2 separate regions of the Mus musculus genome follow, and region 1 is linked to region 2. A link is a contact called in public Hi-C data. All regions are on one chromosome and are shown on one strand. The core of a region is the stretch at or near the end of the contact, and the rest is flanking DNA. Distances in the headings are between cores, read along the strand shown.

What was found. A called contact is a pair of places that touch in the nucleus more often than the background predicts.
Region 1: a Hi-C map of nephron progenitors shows a contact between it and region 2, with 2.0 times the contacts expected there. The contact joins the enhancer-like site here to the promoter of Flvcr2 in region 2. A contact is called at or near these places in 1 of 39 promoter capture datasets (stem cell-derived epiblast-like cells), 4 of 484 Hi-C or Micro-C datasets (the HL-1 cell line, embryonic stem cells and nephron progenitors) and 2 of 115 datasets of contacts at active chromatin or transcription factors (both in embryonic stem cells).

What each region holds. Positions count from the first base shown.
Region 1 is chr12:85,958,278-85,962,568 of GRCm38.p6, forward strand. All of the region lies in intron 29 of Ttll5 (tubulin tyrosine ligase-like family, member 5), which reads left to right. Among named protein-coding and RNA genes, the nearest start is that of Gm51989, 37 kb to the right of the region's middle. Within about 2 kb of position 1,699, at least 149 of the 459 cell types and tissues checked have an H3K27ac peak or open chromatin away from gene starts, as enhancers often do. A contact at or near this core is called in the HL-1 cell line and nephron progenitors, where this site is marked.
Region 2 is chr12:85,745,242-85,749,703 of GRCm38.p6, forward strand. It overlaps Flvcr2 (feline leukemia virus subgroup C cellular receptor 2), which reads left to right and starts at 1,298. Exons shown (of 10, transcript NM_145447.2): 1 at 1,298-2,348. The coding sequence starts at 1,611.

The DNA.
Region 1 (4,291 bases), core at 449-2,948, 210 kb after region 2:
CTGTTGGAAGGGCTGTTGTCTGTATGAGTGTAGAGTCCGCAGCGGCAGCCCCTCAGGCAGATGGGCAATGGAGGTGTGATTATCAGAGTGAGTGAAGCCTTCTGACCTCAGGGATCCTCTTCCCTTGAAATGAAGCTATCAGGTGGCCCAGTGTGTGAGCACAGCTCCCAGCACCCCCACGCCAGTGGTCCCAGCTGCCTTCTCTTCTGTGTACTTGCTGGAAGCTTGAAGCTTGAAAAGGCAGGTGAAAGACATGGGGAGGGAGAAACTACCTAACTGTTGAAGTTGCTGTTGGTGTCAGAATTAGTGTTTAAGGAGCTAATTTTGGAACCAGAAACCATGCCCCGGAAGTGACATAAACCTAATAAGCACATTATGTCATGCCCTGGAGTGGTGTCTCTTATTCCCATAGTCATTGTGGTTGGGATCAGAAGAACCAACTCAGAAGAGTTGGGGACAAACAAGGCTGCAGCACTTTTAAGACTGGGCGCTTTCCACAGAGTCCTCCCCACAGGAAAAGTCTGTTGTCTTTAGTACAATCTACAGAGTAGCCACATTCCTGAGACAAGTCATACAAAGGAAGCTGTTTATACTTAACAGCTTTATTCACCTTGCAAATGTTTGCATATATTCTATTTTCACACCACAGCAGAGCCAGCAGTCCTGTGGAACACATTTGTGCCACAGTCTGTGCTGGTCTATGTGGATGACAGCAACAGGTACTTTCTTACTAGAAACAAGATGTCAGAGTACACGGTTGAGACAGAATTTGTAGCACTTCGAATATTTGGTAGGGGTGACTTTACTAAAAGTTCCGGCTGGCTAAAGACGTTTCTCTTGGTAGCACCTGTTAGAAATAAGAGGAAAGATGATAGGATATGTCAAGGTCAGAGCCAAGACCTAATTTCCTTTGCCCTTCTCCCAGCCAGACACTGAGCCCTGCAGTGACCTGGTGCCTCTGCAGCCAGGATGCAGTCTCCGTGTAGTTCCCTGAGCTTTCCACCTTGACATAATTGTCTACAACAGCTCTCCATGCTTCTATTGAAACAGAAAGCCTGTTGCCAGGCTCCAGTGCAGTCTAAGGAGCCTTGGGAAGTCTTCTATGGCTCCAGGTAACCTCTGGGTGCTAGGATGGCTAGGGACTCAACTTGAGTATTCCAGTTCCATGTAGAACTCTGGGAGCAGCCACCCAAGAGCAGCGCTAAGTGAATTCTGAGGTCTTAGTTTGGGCTGTGCTGTGGTCCCAGCCAAAGGCATTCTGCTGAGTCCCGAGGCCTGATTTCCATTTTTACTTGGTAAGTCCCTGTGAAGAGGGTATTTTTGGATATTGACTTAATCTTTTGTTCCTCCTTTGTAGTAAGAAGTGACTAACCTTAATGAAGATGGGAGTTGTAGCTTAGAGATGTGAGTTTTATTACTGCTTTTGACACTAAGAGACCCTAAGCTATTTATTTAATCTTTTTATAGGATAAGCATACTTACCTATAAACTGGTCTGTTTTGAGAGCTTTTGGATTGCCTTTGATCTCCTTGGAAGTGGAGGCTAAGTAAATAAAAGGTACTCTCACTAGTTTCTGTGATGGCAGCAGTAGATTCCAGACCCACAGTCTGCTAATTCAGTCAGCTAGGCTGCCCAGCAAAGCTAAGATGTAAAGAGACTCCCGGTGCTGGCTGTACTTTCGTCAGCATGTGGGAGAACTCAGAGACTTGGTAGCCACAGGAATGAATAACCAGTGACTCACGAAGACTCGCAGATAATGTTACTCCTCATTTCCCCCTGTTGCTATTGTTCTCTGTTTTATGGATCGCACAAATTTTCTCCAGACAACCTTATTCTTCCCTTGCTGTTGGAAACTGCTCCAAGTGTAGCCTCAGGGCTGTCGTCTCCCATTGGGTCAGTGTGAGCTCAGTCCAGCGCCTCAAATCCCCTGGTTCCTTTGGTCTGTCTGGAGTCCCTGCTCAGGCTTTGTTGTGGGAGAGTGAGGCAGAGAGCCACAGCTTGCCCAGACAGTCTGAGACCTGGCCATGCAGCTTGCAGTTCCCTAGACACTCTGGGGTTGGACTTGGCCCGCCATTCCTCTGTTGTTACTTTTCAGAGGTAATAAGTGAGATTAATTGCAGGCCATTCTCCAGAAGAGAGACTTGTTAGGGCCAAATGCAGTCACATGTGTAAAGCCTGCGGCATGCCTCAGGCAAGGGCAGTGTGGCGTTACCCAGCAGGACTCCAGGATGCAGGTACCACATTTTATGACTTTTTTTCTCAGGCCTTGTCTCTGGTCTCTAGATGTTAGTACCTGGCTATTTTGGATTTTCCCCAGCTAGTGAGCAAGATTGGGTTTCCCATTTTGGGTTTTCTGGGCACAGAGGGAACCATTTGAGGCTGAGAGCAGGTGTGCAAGTCTCTCTCCTCTCTCCTTCCATGGAGCTGGACCACATCGCCAGGGAGACTTTCTAGGTGAGGAGCGCCTGGTGGGCTGAGGGTGTTTTTCTCTTCCTGAGTCCTATTATGAGACCTGGAAGGGTTACTTATAAAGCCTTGGCTGCTGCTTGGAGTGATTTGGGAAGGACAGGGCCTCAGACAGCTTGGCAGGAACCTGAGGCCCTGTTTTTTCCAGACCAGCCCTTCCTTGTGGGTCGAGCTGTCAGGGAATCCCACGAATGTCTGGCTTCTGCCCCTTTGTGTGTTTTTCCAGCATTTGTCATTGAATTATTTTTATCCATCTCTGGCTTTTTCACACACATGCACCCCCCCCCACACACACACACACATACATACACACACACACACACACACACACACACACACACACACACACACACACACAGAGAGAGATCCTAGGGATTTATCTGTTCCTCGATGTTAAAGTTAGGAGAATTGACAGAATACATGCAGAGTTTATTCGTACTTGTAATGGGACAAGATATTTTGATATTTTGGGCATGAGATGCTCAGTCAGCTCTAACTCCAAGTAAGCGCTTCCATCTCCAAACTTGGCATTCTACCAGAGAATGGGAATCCTGACAATTGCAGACAGTCTCTGTTACTCCTTCCCTCTGTCCTGTTCTTCAGTAACCAGTCAGAAAAAGCCTGGTGTTCTGCTGTGTCTAACATGTAGAATAAATTTTTCAAAGATTCTGATTCCAGTTTAGCTAATAACTTTTCTCCATTTGTTTAAATTACTTCCCCCAAATAGTGCTGGGGGAATAGTGCAGAGACTCAGGTCTCTGACTTAACATCTTTTCATTCTTGGTCATTGGTCAGCAGCATTTGCTGTGTTCATGATATTTCCTGCGCATTTCCTATGTCAGGCATTATGCTACATGCCAGGCTGGAGCATCAAGTAATACAGAGTAGCCTCTGATCTCCAGACTGTGTGGTCCTTGTACTCAGTAGAGGGTTTACAGGTAGGTAGGGATTAAAAGATATGTAATCCCTGGTGTTTGATCACCAAGAAGTTAACATCTGGTATGAAAAGGAGTTGTATACACATGAAACAATTAGAGAGCCATTCCAGACAGCATATGCTGGTAACTGCATTTTATGGCACAGGCAATTGAAAAGACAATGAAGAACGGATCAGACTTCGGTCCTTTCAGACATTATTGCTACAGAATGACAGAACCTTTAGCTAGTGCACTGAGATGAGCCCATCACAAAGGAACAAACACATGCACTCTCTAAAGCACCCAGGGCCATAGAGATAGAATGTACGGGGTTGCCAAGGGCTGGGCAAGAGGAGAGGAAACGTCAGTCTGTCAGTGTTTAGTAGGTATAGAATTTCAGCCCTGCAAAATGAAAATATTTTAGGATTTAATGTAGAATAATGTGAATGTATTTAACATTATTACGTGTTAAGTAAGTACATGTAAAATGGAAAATACAAAATTGTGTGCTTTTTAGAACACTTTATAAAACAACAACATGACAAATCTATGCAAAGATTTAAAAGAGAGGTCTATGTTCCACAGAAGCTGTTCAGAAACCAAAGCTGCCAACTTAATAGGAAATGGGACTGAAATCCCTGCAGGGAAGGAAGGTGTGTGGCAACAGAAAGGGAGAGAACCTAGGGTATGACAGACCTTGCTTTTCTCAAGCGAGCTTGGACAAGTTATAGTTAGCTATACCTTCAACTACCCCCAACTTGTGTGTGTGTGTGTGTGTGTGTGTGTGTGTGTGTGTGTGTGTGTTTGTATGATAGTATGATAGTTAATAGAGATTAAGCCTACAGCCTATGCATTGCTAAACAAGCATTCTCCCACTGAGCTATAGCCCCAGCTCTATCTATCTTTAA
Region 2 (4,462 bases), core at 48-2,547:
AGGCTTGTTTTCTTGTCTATAGCACGAGGCAAGAAGGCCGAGAGCTTACAGCTCGATGTTTTCAAAGCCTTGAGTGCCTGCACATACACCATACACATGCACACATACAGACACACACACCCAGGGCAAGCAATAGTAACTACATTATAGAATGCCCGGCATGCTCACCCATGAAGCACATTTACCCCGTGGCAACAAATGCTAGCCTTTTGGCAGGATAGGAAACATTTGTTGAACGAATTATCAGCCAGGGATTTTTCTTTTTTTTTTTTTTTTTTTTTTCGAGACAGGGTTTCTCTGTATAGCCCTGGCTGTCCTGGAACTCACTCTGTAGACCAGGCTGGCCTCGAACTCAGAAATCCACCTGCCTCTGCCTCCCGAGTGCTGGGATTAAAGGTGTGTGCCACCACGCCTGGCTGGATTTTTCTAAGGGCCATTATTTCACCATCTACATTTTGCAAAAGAAACGGGAGCTCAGAAGTGGTGTTCAGTGACCTATTGTTACACGCCTAAGTCGCTAAACCGGAATCCAACCTAAATTTTGGGTTCTTTATCACTGTGAACCCATGGAGTTGTAGGGACCAGCGCAAGCCAGCATTCCTTCTCTGAAAGCCTTGCTTCCAGGCTAAGAGGTGACGCTCAGGGGATCGGTAGGTGGCAGCGGAGGGCTACGAGGCTGTATGAGTCACTTCGTTGCCTCACTCCCAGAGCCTGCGCAGAGACTTGGTTCCACAACTTTCCCTCCAGGCTATGCTTGGCTCGCGGGGTTCCCTAGTGGGAGACCTCAGGGACCCGTCAGACACTAAACAAGTTCATATACGAGTTCACCAAAATAAGTCTTTGTCGGCTGGGAGGTCTCTGAGAAAAGCAAGCATTCCTTTCACCAGGCACACTGAACTGTCACCTGGAGAGCCCAGCAAAAGAGAGGAAGGTAGGGATCTCTCTCGGATCCCCCTGAGCAGTTTAGGGACTCCGAGCCTCGGTGCACGCCCGCTGGCCCCGAGAAGACTCTGACCTCGGAAGGGCGTGAGGCGAAGTCCTCATTTACCAACGAAGACCTCTGGGAGTGGGGGGGACAAGTGAATTTAGGGAAAGTGTAGGGGTGGGGGCTAACCGGGCGGTTTCCATGACACCGGGGACGTCGGAGAGGAATGTACACCCCAACCTATGGCGAAACAAGAGCGGCGCCTTGCGAGCCCCGCTCAAGGAGGCAGGGGATCCTGGGTGGGAGGGGTTGAGGGGCGTGGGGAGCCGGGCAGGCCGGGGGGCGGGGCGGTCACGTGCGCCCGAGGGGGCGAGGCCCCAGCCTGCCCGGGAGCAAACCGAGCTCGCCCTGCCACAGTTCGCTGTTCAGGAGTCAAACTTTTTCCAGGACGGTCAACGCTTCATCTGGACAGCCTGGAACGCGTGGCAAGGCGTCTGCGGCCAACTTGGGGGACAACAGTTTGCTAGGGAGTGATCGTAGGAACCTGAGATCTCGATTTCTCCGCTAACAGAGGTGCGCTCCCGGAGAAGTGTTGCCTCAGCTCTAGGGGGACAGGCAAAAGGCTGCTGACCCATAAGACTGTAGGAGTCAGTACGTGCCTGGGATTCAGGAGCTCGTTGTGGTCATGGTGAATGAAAGTCTCAACCAGGAGGAGAGCAATGACAGACCTGCGCCAGAGTCGGAATTCCAGATGGACACCAGCTACTCCACCCAGCCCAGCGGCTCCATCCATCCCAGCGTCTCAGGCCACCCCAGCGTCTCAGGCCACCCCAGCGTCTCAGGCCACCCCAGTGTCTCCATCCATCCTAGTGTCTCCATCGACCCCAGCGTCTCTGTCCGTCCCAGCAGTTCAGCACTCCCCAGTACCTTGGCTCAACCCAGCGGTTTGACCCATCATAGTAGCTTGGTTAGAGAAGACAGCGTGATCAAGGTGAGCAAGCGTCGTTGGGTCGTGGTCCTGGTGTTCAGTTGCTACTCCTTGTGCAATGCCTTCCAGTGGATTCAGTACGGCTCCATCAATAACATCTTCATGAACTTCTACGGTGTCAGTGCCTTTGCCATTGATTGGCTGTCCATGTGCTACATGCTGACCTACATCCCTCTGCTCCTGCCCGTGGCCTGGATGCTGGAGAAATTTGGTCTTCGAACCATCGCTATCACCGGCTCAGCTCTCAATTGCCTGGGAGCCTGGGTAAAGCTGGGCAGCCTAGAGCCTCACCTCTTCCCGGTCACAATGGTGGGTCAGGTCATCTGCTCTGTGGCACAGGTCTTCATTCTGGGCATGCCCTCACGCATTGCTTCGGTCTGGTTTGGAGCTGATGAGGTTTCAACAGCCTGCTCCGTGGCTGTGTTTGGCAATCAGGTGAGTAGAGGGCGGGTGTGTGTGTGGACGGCTGTTCCAAAGAGAGAGAGCATCTCACCATGATGGGGCTGAGTATGTTAGAGGGTACCTGACGATGAGAGAAGCTGTAGTTTTCTGGTTCACAGACTTTATGACTCTTGGGTGGCTTTGTGGTTGGGTGTGGACTGACAGTGTAGTTGGGTGATTGTGACTGTCAGTGACATTGAAGATTAATGGGGCGGGGGTCACAAACAAAGGACTTTTTCTTTCATCCACAGTTTTTCCTAGCCTGTAGGAAGCATACTAATTAAAATATGATCGTTTTTTGATGGTGTTTCTCCCCAGCCTTTATCAGTACACCAGTTCCACCAATTTTAGGAATGCTGGTCTTTTCTCTGGTAGCAATCTTTGACTGCCAGGTGGCTGTTTAGGTGTCCTTGGTGGTTTTAGCTGGACCAGCCAGATTTGCTAGAACTCAAGATCCTCTGTGCACGAAACTGTGGGCTGGGCTGTTCTTACCTTTTACGCAGAGCTGAAACCAGGACACCTGGAACCAGGCTTTGCCCTAAACTCTCTGGGATTTAGAGCCAAGTCGAGTAGGAGAGAGTAGAAATCTCACTGCGAACTTCCAAGAAAGCTTCTGGTCTAAGCATCTTCTGTCTTTCTCCTTTTGCCTTTTCTCTTCCTGGGGCAAGCAATTCCACGTTCTTATGATCTTAGAATGGTTCTCACTTAGAAGCTTGGGTGTGTTATGCATCTGATTGCTTTCTCTGTGTATTTGAGGCAAAGCAAATGTTTATGGGCCCTTCTTTAATTGGAGCCTAGGTCCCCAGATTCATTTCTTCCAAGTTGCATGCTGTCCAAGCTGCTGCTGACAGATCACTGGTCACCCTTAGCTCTGGTGAGCCGATTTTGTCTTACCAGTTCATTTAATTTAGAAAATGTGTGTAACCTCTGACTTAGGCAGAAACGTCCTAAAACTTCTCTAAAGGCAGATTTCTTTTTCTCTTCATAAGTTTAAAAAAAAAAAAAAAGCTGGGTGGTGGTGACGCACGCCTTTAATCCTAGTACTTGGGAGGCAGAGGCAGGTGGATTTCTGAGTTCAAGGCCAGCCTTGTCTACAGAGTTCCAGGACAGCCAGGGTTACACAGAGAAACCCTGTCTCGAAAATACAAAAAAAAAAAAAAAAAGTTTCCCTGGTGCTCAGTGTGCTGGTGCAGGCCTCTGTTGGAGGATGTGATGAGTTCCAGGCCTGCCAGAGCCATCAAACTATTCACCTGATTTCTTCTTGTGAGTTTTGTTATTTGGAAAACCGAATTGACTTAAGCCTGGAGATGAGCCAGACAGTGGTGGCACGTGCCTTTAATCCCAGCACTTGAGAGGCAGAGGCAGGTGGATCTTTGTGAGTTCGAGGCCAACCTGGTCAACATAGTGAGTTTCAGGACAGCCAAAGCTACAAAGAGAAATCGTGTCTTGGAAAAAACAACCAAAGCAAAAGTCTGTAGCTGAAAGTAGATGGGCCTTTGGTTAAGGACACATTGCAAAGAGACATTGAGGGCTGGAGAGATAGCTCTGCAGTTAAGAACACTTACTATGCTTGCAGCAGACCTGAGTTAGATTTCCCACACCTCTATTGGATGGCTCACAACTACTCATAACTCCAGTACAAGGGGATATGATGCTTCTGCTTCCCCCCCAGGGCATCAGTGCTTAGATGTACAGACTCACAAGTTATAGCAATAAACATTTACAAATAGGCTTTAGAAAAACATAGATATTGAACTGGGTATAGTGGTGCATGCCTAGAATCCTAGCACTTGAGAGGGAGACACAGGAGGGTCAGAAGTTCAAAGTCATCCTAGGCTACATAGTGAGCTCAAGACCACTGTCACTCTGTCTCAAATATAAACAAACAAACAAACAAACAAATAAATAAGAGAATTGCATTTAACAGTCATACTTTTTGTTTTGTTTGGTTTGGTTTTTTGGGTTTTTTTGTTTGTTGGTTTGTTGTTTTTCTTTTTTTGTTGTTGTTTTGTTTTTTGTTTTTCAAGACAGGGTTTCTCTGTATAGCCCTGGCTGTCCTAGAACTCACTCTGCAGACCAGGCTGGCCTCAACTCAGAAATCCGCCTGC